Regions from separate parts of the Mus musculus genome. Here all the other regions are linked to region 1. Evidence: chromatin contacts called from public promoter capture Hi-C data. All regions are on one chromosome and are shown on one strand. The core of a region is the stretch at or near the end of the contact, and the rest is flanking DNA. Distances in the headings are between cores, read along the strand shown.

Region 1 (3,036 bases), core at 458-2,957:
ATCAAACATGGCTTCTTGGGAAGTGGGGCAAGGAAGGTGCCATTTACTCAACTCTAGGGAAGGCAGTAAGAAGCCATGGAAAGATGGCCCTTCAGAGCTCCGTTTTGACAAGTTTAACAAGCTGTTGGTTTCCAAGAGTATTGTTCAGGAGAGAAGAAGGAAGGGATAGAAGAGGGAACCAAGTGCCCATCATGGAGTCTGAGGCCTCTGAGAGACAGTGCAGGGAGTACCCACGGCTGTTGCAGGTGCAGGCCCCTGCCACGTGGGAGGCGGGGTGCCAGTTCTGCCTAGTGACCTCTGCCACTGCTAACTACCAAATGCTACATTCCTACAAAGAGCTAAGGATGGAAGGCTGGGAGATCAAGGAGATAAGATTGAGGTCTGTTGAGCCTTCAGGGGATGAAAAATGAGGCCTCTGTAGAGGCCAGCCTGATGAAACCCTTCCTCCCCCTTTCCCAGGTCACCTAGAAAGATGTGACGATGAGGGAGTCAAATTATTGGTTTTCTGCAGTCCAACCACAACTCTGAATGCAGCCTGGGGGCGGGGAGTGGCATGGAGCCCCACCAAAAGCAGAGGAAGCTCACAGTTATTCATTTCTCGAAGGTTCTCTGTTAACAGAGGCAGCCTGAGGTCCTTTTACTTATGTCCTTTAACACAATCACAAGAGAGGAAGTGATACCAAGCTACACGGCTGACCTGCAGTGTGGAATTTGTACCCAGACTTGTTGCCATGACCTAACAGCATAGAGGTCCCTGCAGCAGGAAAACCACAAAGCCCCTCTTTACACCAAGGTCACTGCCTGGGGATGTGACTATAGGGTGAGAAGATGCAGCATTTAGGCTCTTTGAAGACATAAAAGTCTCTCAGACACAACTGGCATCAATGCTGCCCTTACTGACATTCACCTGAGTTCTGAGATCGAGGCTGAATGCCCTTCAAGTTTTTGAAGCTTCCCGGTATCCAAAGAACATTGTTTTCTGCTTTCTTTTGATTTCATCCTTTTCCTCAAACTTCTTTCTTATATCAGACCCTTTCTTATAACAGAAAGGGAGGTGGCAAGAGTGTCCTGGACACAGCAAAGCTTCCGACCTGACTTCCACAGAGCTTCTGTCCGGGTCGTGGAAATAAATATCCACACTCCCGAGGGACAAGTCTCCTGGCCTCGGACTAGATTCCTGTCGGGACTCAGGTCTCCAAGTGCAGGGAGGCTGTTTTGAACAGATGTTATTGCCTGCAACTGCCCAGATCCAGGATCAGGCCGTAGCCCGGACTGGCAGGCCTACTCCCTGGCGCGGCTGCCACAGGTCGTTGCTCGTAGCCAGGCCTCGCTCGAGTCACCAGGGCCTGGGAGAAGCAGGGGGCACTCCGAGGTTCTTTCTGTCCAGCCTGGGCAAACTCTCGGCACCACCTACCTGCTTGCTAAAGGTGCTGGATGCGGATCAAGGAACTGCCGGGGTCGCGAATCCGTGTGTGGCCGACCTCATTCTCCCCTAGTTCAGGAGCCTCTCCGACCCCACGCGCCCAGGCCCAGGGCGCCCATGCGGACTCCCAGGCGTAACTGGCCCTAGCCAAGGTTCCCTCCCTGAAGGATCTCAGTGAACACAGAGTCCTGAGCACCGACGCCCAGGCTGCAAACTTACCAAGAGAAACCAGACTAGGCAACAGGTTGACCGCGTTCGACTGTGCAGAGCCCTCGCAGATGAAGGGGGCGGGACGAAGCCAGCCACGCAGCTATTGGTCAGGCGTGGGGAGGAGGGGCGGGATCGGAAGCGCAGTCATTGGCCTGGCAGAGCCAGACTGTGATAGAGTTGGAAGTACGGCTGTTGGCTGGGCTGGGGATGCCTGGGCGGAGCTGAGCTAGGCCGGTCGCAGGGCCAGTGGATGAGTCCTGATGTTCCGGAGCGGCTGGTCTAGCGGCTGGTGCCCCGCAGGCCTTGCTTGAGGTCTCTTCTGATTTCCTGCAGGTGCATTAGGGAGATTGTTTCTTCCTGCTTAGTCTAGAACACTTTTCAGGGGAAGTCCAGATACCCAGAAAACTGCAGTTCTTAGATTCCGTTCCATTCCTCAGGCAAAGCAGATCTTCTAGCCAAGTACTGGAGGAGAGAGGGTCTTCATGTGATCTGCTCCTATGTCTCCAGTGCTCCATAAACGTAGTGTCGCACAAAATGTCATAGGGACATGAGTGCCTAGCCAGATGACACCAGCTGGGCTGGTAGGAACAGGATGCAGCAAAAGACTGCATCTATCTGGGGATATGCACCAAGCTACAACCGCTTATAGCTCCAACACCAGGGTAACCCGACTCCTCTGACCTCCACTGGCTTACAGAGACAAAGGAACGAAAGCTTTTCGCTTCCAGTCAATTCTTTCAACCAGAAGTAAAAAACGAACATAGTTAAAAAGAAATCAGTTACCTCAGCACGGCTAGATGGTAGAAATGTCTTATAACTCGATGTAGGTGGAGAGTACGCAGCTGGAGCACATGTAAAAATATATCAACTGGGGCTGGTGAGATGGCTCAGCAGGTAAGGGCACTTTTTGCCAAGCCAGAGATCTGAGTCTGACCACTGTAATCTGCATAATGGAAAGAGAACTAACTCCAAAAAGCATTGGCATTTATCACCCCTCCCATCATAAATATAAAACAGGAAAAAAGCTGAAAAATGCATCAATGACATACTTAATGCTATAATCTCCTATCTAATACAGTTTTAAAGACAAGCCTAAGGGAGCACTGAGGTTAGAGCTGCCACCATGCTGGAACTCTTTGAATGAAATTAGATTTTATTACTGTTTGTTTTAGTTAGGGTTCCCGTTGCTATGAAGAGACATCATGAGCATGGCAACTCTTAGAAAATTTAATTGGCATTTGCTTACAGTACAGAGGTTTAGTTCAATGTGGTCATGGCAGGAAGCAAGGTGAAGTAGGCACCATAGCAGGCAGACATGGTGCTGTAGAGGGGCGGAGAGTTCTGCCTCTGCATCCTCAGGCAGCAAGAAGGAAGAGCAAGTCACTGAGCCTAGGTGGAGCTTC
Region 2 (3,003 bases), core at 191-2,690, 810 kb after region 1:
TCTGCCTCCCAAGTGCTGGGATTAAAGGTGTGCGCCACCACCGCCCGGCTCAAAGTCTTCTATTGAAATAAGACGCCAACGCAATGTCTTTGTGATCTTCGGGTACATCAATAAAACATTCTTTACCATTTTGTTGGGTAATGATTAGGTTTTGCTTGTTTCTGTTATTATTTCAAGACAGGGTCTTACTATGTGGCCCTGTCTGGCCTGAGCTATAGAGCAGGGTGGCCTGAATCTCAGAGTGCTGGGATTAAGAGGCGTGGGCCACCAAAGGCTGACCAACTATTAGGTAACAGGCACTAGCCTAAATATGCATGGGAAATAGAAGTATTCTTAGCCTTCAAGAGCTTAGCACGAGAAACTCATACCAACACTGCCCTCGTGTGCCACATATGATAAGACTCTACAACTGGACCTTTGTGAGGCATAAAAGGATTCTACTGTAGGAAAACCAAGCAGGTCCTGAAAGATGAGCAACATTCTTCAGGGTGATAAAGAGGAAAATAGCAATGCCCATAGAAGCGACTATAGAACTGTGCAAACACAAAGCCATGGAATTGCCTGGTGTGATGAGGTCCTGCAATTAATTCTGTGAAGCTGGTACACCCACGGATTGAGGATGATTGAGGTTAAGTTGGAAACCACTCAGAGAGTGACAAATGTAGGCTGACCAATTGATGAGCGCTCCACAAGCAGTTTGTACTTTATATCTTAAAAAGAAATAAAGCCAACGAGACGGTAACCATTGTAATCACGTTACTAGTTTTAGCCTTGAGAAAGACCCACAGCTAAGGGCACTCCAACCCCGGTGAGTTGCCACTGCCTCGGGTTCCTCATTAATAGTGCCCCAAGACTGAAAAGCGGTTCATCCCCTTTTCTCAGCTTTGGTCAGTACTGTCACCCCGCCCGCTGTGGCGATCCCGCCTTCCTGTGAGAGCCCCTGTGGTCCGACTTCAGCAGTTTCCGGAAGGAGACTGGCACTCGCTGTCGCCGCGGGGCGGCCTCCCTCTACGTGATCTAAGCATCCTTCCGGAGGCCAACAGACCTCGGTTTAGGGGTGGCTTCTCAGCTTGCCTCAGTTGGCGCAAAGGAAGGACCAGATTGCTGCCCCTAAAGTGCGTAAAGTGGCAGACGCTCAGGCGAGCCGCCATAGGGACGGACGCCAGCACGCGTAGTGGCCGGGGCGAGCATTGCTGGCTCTGCCGGGAGGCTCAAGCCAGCAGCAGACAAGCAAGGTAAGCTGGGCTGTGGGACGGAAGGTGGGGCGTCGGGCAGCTCACCTGTAAAAGGCAGAGTCCCCGAGTGGATTCCAGTTCGCAGTGTAACAGTCCATGTCTAGTACAGCTGGCGGCAAGAGTCGCCGAGGAAAAACCCGCCTAGCGCAAGCTCAGGCCGCACTTCCGCTTCCGCCCTTCGGGGTCACGTGACGAGGCCGCCTTAGCGGCCATCAGAACTGTGGGCAAGCTACGCTGAGCTATCGTCCTGCCCTCGGCGCGGCGGCCCGAGTGGACCTAGCCCTGGTTTCTGTCCTCCACAGCGGCCAACCTCGCTGCCTTTCTGACTCCTCCGGCGTTGGGGATCGCATAGGGCGGGACACGGGTGACCGAAAGTGGGAGCCATGAGCATCTGAGGCACAGATGCTGGAGGCGTTGGCTGGACCACCGTAGCGCACGCATGGCGAGCGCTGGGCGTCGAGCTGCGTACCTACAGCTAACCTGGGCACCCGGGCTCTGTGGGGCGGGATCTTTGCAGAACCCACCGCTCTCCAGGGGCATGGGATCATTGACTCTAGATCAGGACATCGCTGCCGAGACGCTGTCGCACGGCACCTGGGCCTGCCCTACTGGCCCGTGAATCCCTGGAGCCCCCGAGAGACTTGGTAACTGGCGCGAGCGGACGAATGCGCACGCGCGGGGCCGCCGTTGACACGTGGCAGGGCAAAGGCGTCTCTGCGCGCGCGAAGCGCTGTAGTCTAAGACTACGGCCCAAGTGACCCTTCTTCCCTCCGAGTGTGATAAAGGCTGCTGCCGTGTTGGGATTCGCCTTGCCGCTCCCACTTTCCTCCCCATTACACAGAGCAGCCAGGGAGGGGCCAGCGCGCATGGGTCATCTTGGAACAGACCGGACCTACCTAGAGTCCCTGCCCTCTGTCAGCTTATTGGCCTCTCCCTGCAGCTGGTGTCAGTGGCAGCATGGTCTTCTGTTTGGAAAACGAGATGCCACACCGCCTGCTGGGAAGCGCCATGGTCCACTTCCATGCCTCAGAAGTCCAGCAGCTGCTACACAACAAGTTCGTGGTCATTTTGGGGGACTCCAGTGAGTGACCACTCTAGGATGACATTTCACCGCCCTGTATCTTCAACCTTTTCTTTGTCTGCACGCCACATCTCCATTTCAGACTTCTCCATCTCTTACTCTGTTTCAGGACACTAGACTGCATTTTTTTCTTTTTTAAATTCCCTATGTACCTTCCCTGGGTGCCCCGGCATATCATTTGTGCACTATTTTTTAGCCCATGAGTGTGGCATCTTTATTTGTTGTTGCCCTTCATGATTTTCTTAAAAGGACCTGTGGGCTATGTTGTGTGTTTTCCTAGGGATGGGACCAACTTAATTTTGCCATTTGGTCTTTGGTCGCTGTACATAAGCTAGAGGAGAGGGAAATAGCTGGAAAGAGCAGAGCTAGGGCTTTAAAATCTCGTCTTTTCTTCTCTAAGCCAACCCTCCATAGAGCTGCTGTTGGAGAGTCAATCCCTGGAAAACAAAGGCCTTCATTTGGGAAACTCTGGGAGGGGGTGAGGCCGACCTTAACCTTGGGATCCCTGTCTCCCTGCAGTCCAAAGAGCTGTGTATAAGGACCTGGTGCTTCTGCTCCAGAAAGACACACTGCTCACAGCTTCCCAGTTAAAAGCCAAGGTGAGAGAAGCTTGGCAGCCATGCCAGTGTTGGGTGGGTGCAGACCCTGGCCTGAAAAGGACCACCTACCTGGCATGGATCTGACCAT
Region 3 (2,933 bases), core at 147-2,646, 950 kb after region 1:
GAGAGAGCCCAGCTGCTTCCTGATCTTGCTGCCGTCCCTTCCCCTCTGTGGTGACTGGGGTCTCCTGGAGCCATGAGCTAAAGTAAATCTGTTCTTTCGAAAGCTGCTTTTGTCTGTGTTTTGTCCCAACAATGATAAAAGTAATTGATACAAGTCCATTAGGCAGGCATGGGGTACACGCCTTTAATCCTAGCACTTAGAAAGCAAAGAGGCAGGTGGATCTCTCTGAGTTCCAGGTCAGCCTGGTCTACATAGGAAGTTATAGGTCAACCAGGGATATAAAGAGAGATCCTGTCTCAACAAAACATACATGCCTGTTCTGATACACTTTCCGTGTAGCACTCAATAAATTATATGAGATACTCAACATTCTATTATAAAATAGACACTGGGTTTAGCAATCTAATGGAGTTTTGAGAGGAGATGATATAGAGGACCCGCCCCCCATCCAGGATCCCTGGGGACATAACTAAGCAGCTAAATCAATGTCAGTAACTCTTTATTTCCAGAAGTAGTGGGAGAGAAACTATCAGCTATCATGATGAATGAGTTTTCTGTTTACTGCATGAGAACAAATTCATGAGTGAAACACACACAGATCTATAATCAAACTATTGAAAACACACCATTTCACCTGTAATACATACATGGCTAGAGGTGCCCTGCAGGATAGTTATAATCTTCATCATATGTACAAAGGAGAATGTACAGGGATATACACAGCAATGTTGCTGAGAAGAGCCCAAATCAGATTTCATACTAGGTATCTGCCTATTTAAGAAAGGATTAAGCAATTTAGTAAATTTAAATTATAGCATACTATACAGTGGAGCAAAAGAATTAGCTTTTATTTTTCAGCTTCTTTTTTTTTTTTTCCAGGATGTGGTGGTGCACACCTTTAATTCCAGCACTTGGGAGGTGGAGGCAGGCGGGTCTATGAGTTTGAGGCCAGCCTGGTCTACAGAGCTACCTCATCAACTCCAAGTTAGTTTTCTTATCATAACCAGTTTTCTTTGTAATCTGAATTATTTTACCTATTTAAAAGAATTCTAAGTGACTAACAGTGAGTACTAGTTAAGAGAATAACGCATAACAGAACATTCAAACATTCACAAATTCCCAAGACTTCTCAACTTATTGTTAAACTCACATCCTTGTTCAATACTTGGCCATATATATTTGGATGTTGTTTTGAATTTTCAAGAGAAATTAAATCTGACGAGTGAAAACAAAGCAAACAGACAAACTGGTTGTGTGTCCTGTGACCCTACATTACCAAACAGAAGGAGAGAACTCAAGTGAATCCGTACACACCGCCGATTGGTACGGGAGAAAGAACCGCCAAGCTCGCCAGGGCTGACAGGAAGTCCAGCTCCCACGACCGCGCTCGCTTCCGGCGTCACTTCCCCCGCGACTTCCTCGGCCGAACATGGCAGCGCTGAGCAATGTCCGCTGGCTGACCCGAGTGAGGCCCGGGACGACCTGAGCGGAGGGTGGGCGGGAGAACAGAGGGTTTGTCCGCGGTTTCCAAAAGAAGGCAAGGTCATCGCGGTGTAAGGGGCCGCGGTGTCCCCGATCTGACCTTGTGTCTGTCGCAGGCGGTGCTCGCCGCTCGGAACTCCGGGGCATGGAGAGGTCTCGGAACATCTACGGCTCACGCCGCTTCCCAGAGCCAGGTACGCTTGAGTCCAGCTTCGTTCTCGCCCATCCTTGTCGCCTCCTTGCCGCTCCCCTGGGTTTCCCCTCCCCACCTCTTTCCCTCTGACTCCCACTTCTGCCCCTGCTCCATCTCTGCTGGCCCCACTCACAGGCACAAGATGTGAGGGTGGAGGGTGCCTTTCCTGTGACCATGCTGCCTGGAGACGGCGTGGGGCCAGAGCTCATGCATGCTGTCAAGGAAGTGTTCAAGGTGAATAGCCCGGGGCGGGGGATGGGTGGCGGATCAGGCTACAGGGATGGATGGGTTGTTGGAAAGTTCAGACCTGACCCAGCCCTGTGCTTGGACTTATCCCTGAAGGCTGCTGCTGTCCCTGTGGAATTTAAGGAGCATCATCTGAGCGAGGTGCAGAATATGGCTTCTGAGGAGAAGCTGGAGCAGGTGCTGAGTTCCATGAAGGAGAACAAAGTTGCCATCATTGGTTTGTATGGCACTCTGTCATTTAAGAGCAGTGTTCATAAAGCCCCTCTCTCTGCAGTGTGTATATATCAGTTTTCCAGACTGGCCTCTACTGACATTTAGGAATTTGTTTCTTCTCAGTGGCAAACCAGGAGTTAGTGATGTCAGGAAGGGGTTGGGACCTGCTGAGGCTGTGTCACCGGGGTCAGACCCTGTTAGTTGTGTCTGCGTGCCCATTCTTTTTTGGTTTGTTCATTTATTGTTTGTTGTTGTTGTTGTTGTTGTTGTTAGTTTTTCCAGGTAGGGTTTCTCTGTGTAGCCCCGGCTGTTCTGGAACTCTCTGTAGACCAGGCTGGACTCGAACTCACAGAGATCTGCCTGCCTCTGCCTCTCTGCTCTCTGCCTCTGCCTCCCAAGGGCTGAGATTAAAGGCACGGCCACCCTAACCCAGTGTGCGCTGATCATTCTAACCACTCCATTTCTTCTCTTGTGCTGTTTTATTCCCCATATTGGATTTTTAAAAATTTATTTATTTATTTATTTATTTAGCTTGTAGGTTTCCTCCTATAGACCCACTTTCTTGGACAGCCTCACTTGCAGGGCCAGCTTTTGCAGAGGAAAGTCAGTTCTTTATAATCTGGCCCCTGATGTTCCTGTTTTCCTTTCTACAATTTGTTCTGTGCGTTGCTCACAATCCGCTGTCCTAATTGTCCTGTATATGTCACTGTGTCACCTATCAGGATCTCCACTCACTTGTGGCATTAGTTTCCTATGACTGCCATTGGATGCTACTGAAAATAACATATATAATTCAGTT

Evidence for each region. Promoter capture Hi-C pulls out the DNA fragments that hold promoters and counts their contacts.
Region 2: a contact with region 1 is called in a promoter capture Hi-C map of pre-B cells, with 2.1 times the contacts expected there. The contact joins the promoter of Pced1a here to the promoter of Mavs in region 1. A contact is called at or near these places in 1 of 39 promoter capture datasets (pre-B cells) and 1 of 115 datasets of contacts at active chromatin or transcription factors (microglia).
Region 3: a contact with region 1 is called in a promoter capture Hi-C map of liver, with 2.3 times the contacts expected there. The contact joins the promoter of Idh3b here to the promoter of Mavs in region 1. A contact is called at or near these places in 2 of 39 promoter capture datasets (liver and pre-B cells) and 1 of 115 datasets of contacts at active chromatin or transcription factors (pancreatic cancer cells).

The regions. Positions count from the first base shown.
Region 1 is chr2:131,232,734-131,235,769 of GRCm38.p6, reverse strand. Mavs (mitochondrial antiviral signaling protein) reads right to left here and starts at 1,707. Exons shown (of 7, transcript NM_001206385.1): 1 at 1,643-1,707.
Region 2 is chr2:130,422,725-130,425,727 of GRCm38.p6, reverse strand. It overlaps Pced1a (PC-esterase domain containing 1A), which reads left to right and starts at 1,440. Exons shown (of 7, transcript NM_178762.4): 1 at 1,440-2,316; 2 at 2,836-2,915. The coding sequence starts at 2,193. Vps16 (VSP16 CORVET/HOPS core subunit) reads right to left here and starts at 1,408. Exons shown (of 24, transcript NM_030559.3): 1 at 1,281-1,408. The coding sequence starts at 1,333.
Region 3 is chr2:130,282,914-130,285,846 of GRCm38.p6, reverse strand. Idh3b (isocitrate dehydrogenase 3 (NAD+) beta) reads left to right here and starts at 1,396. Exons shown (of 12, transcript NM_130884.4): 1 at 1,396-1,465; 2 at 1,599-1,676; 3 at 1,811-1,909; 4 at 2,018-2,138. The coding sequence starts at 1,430.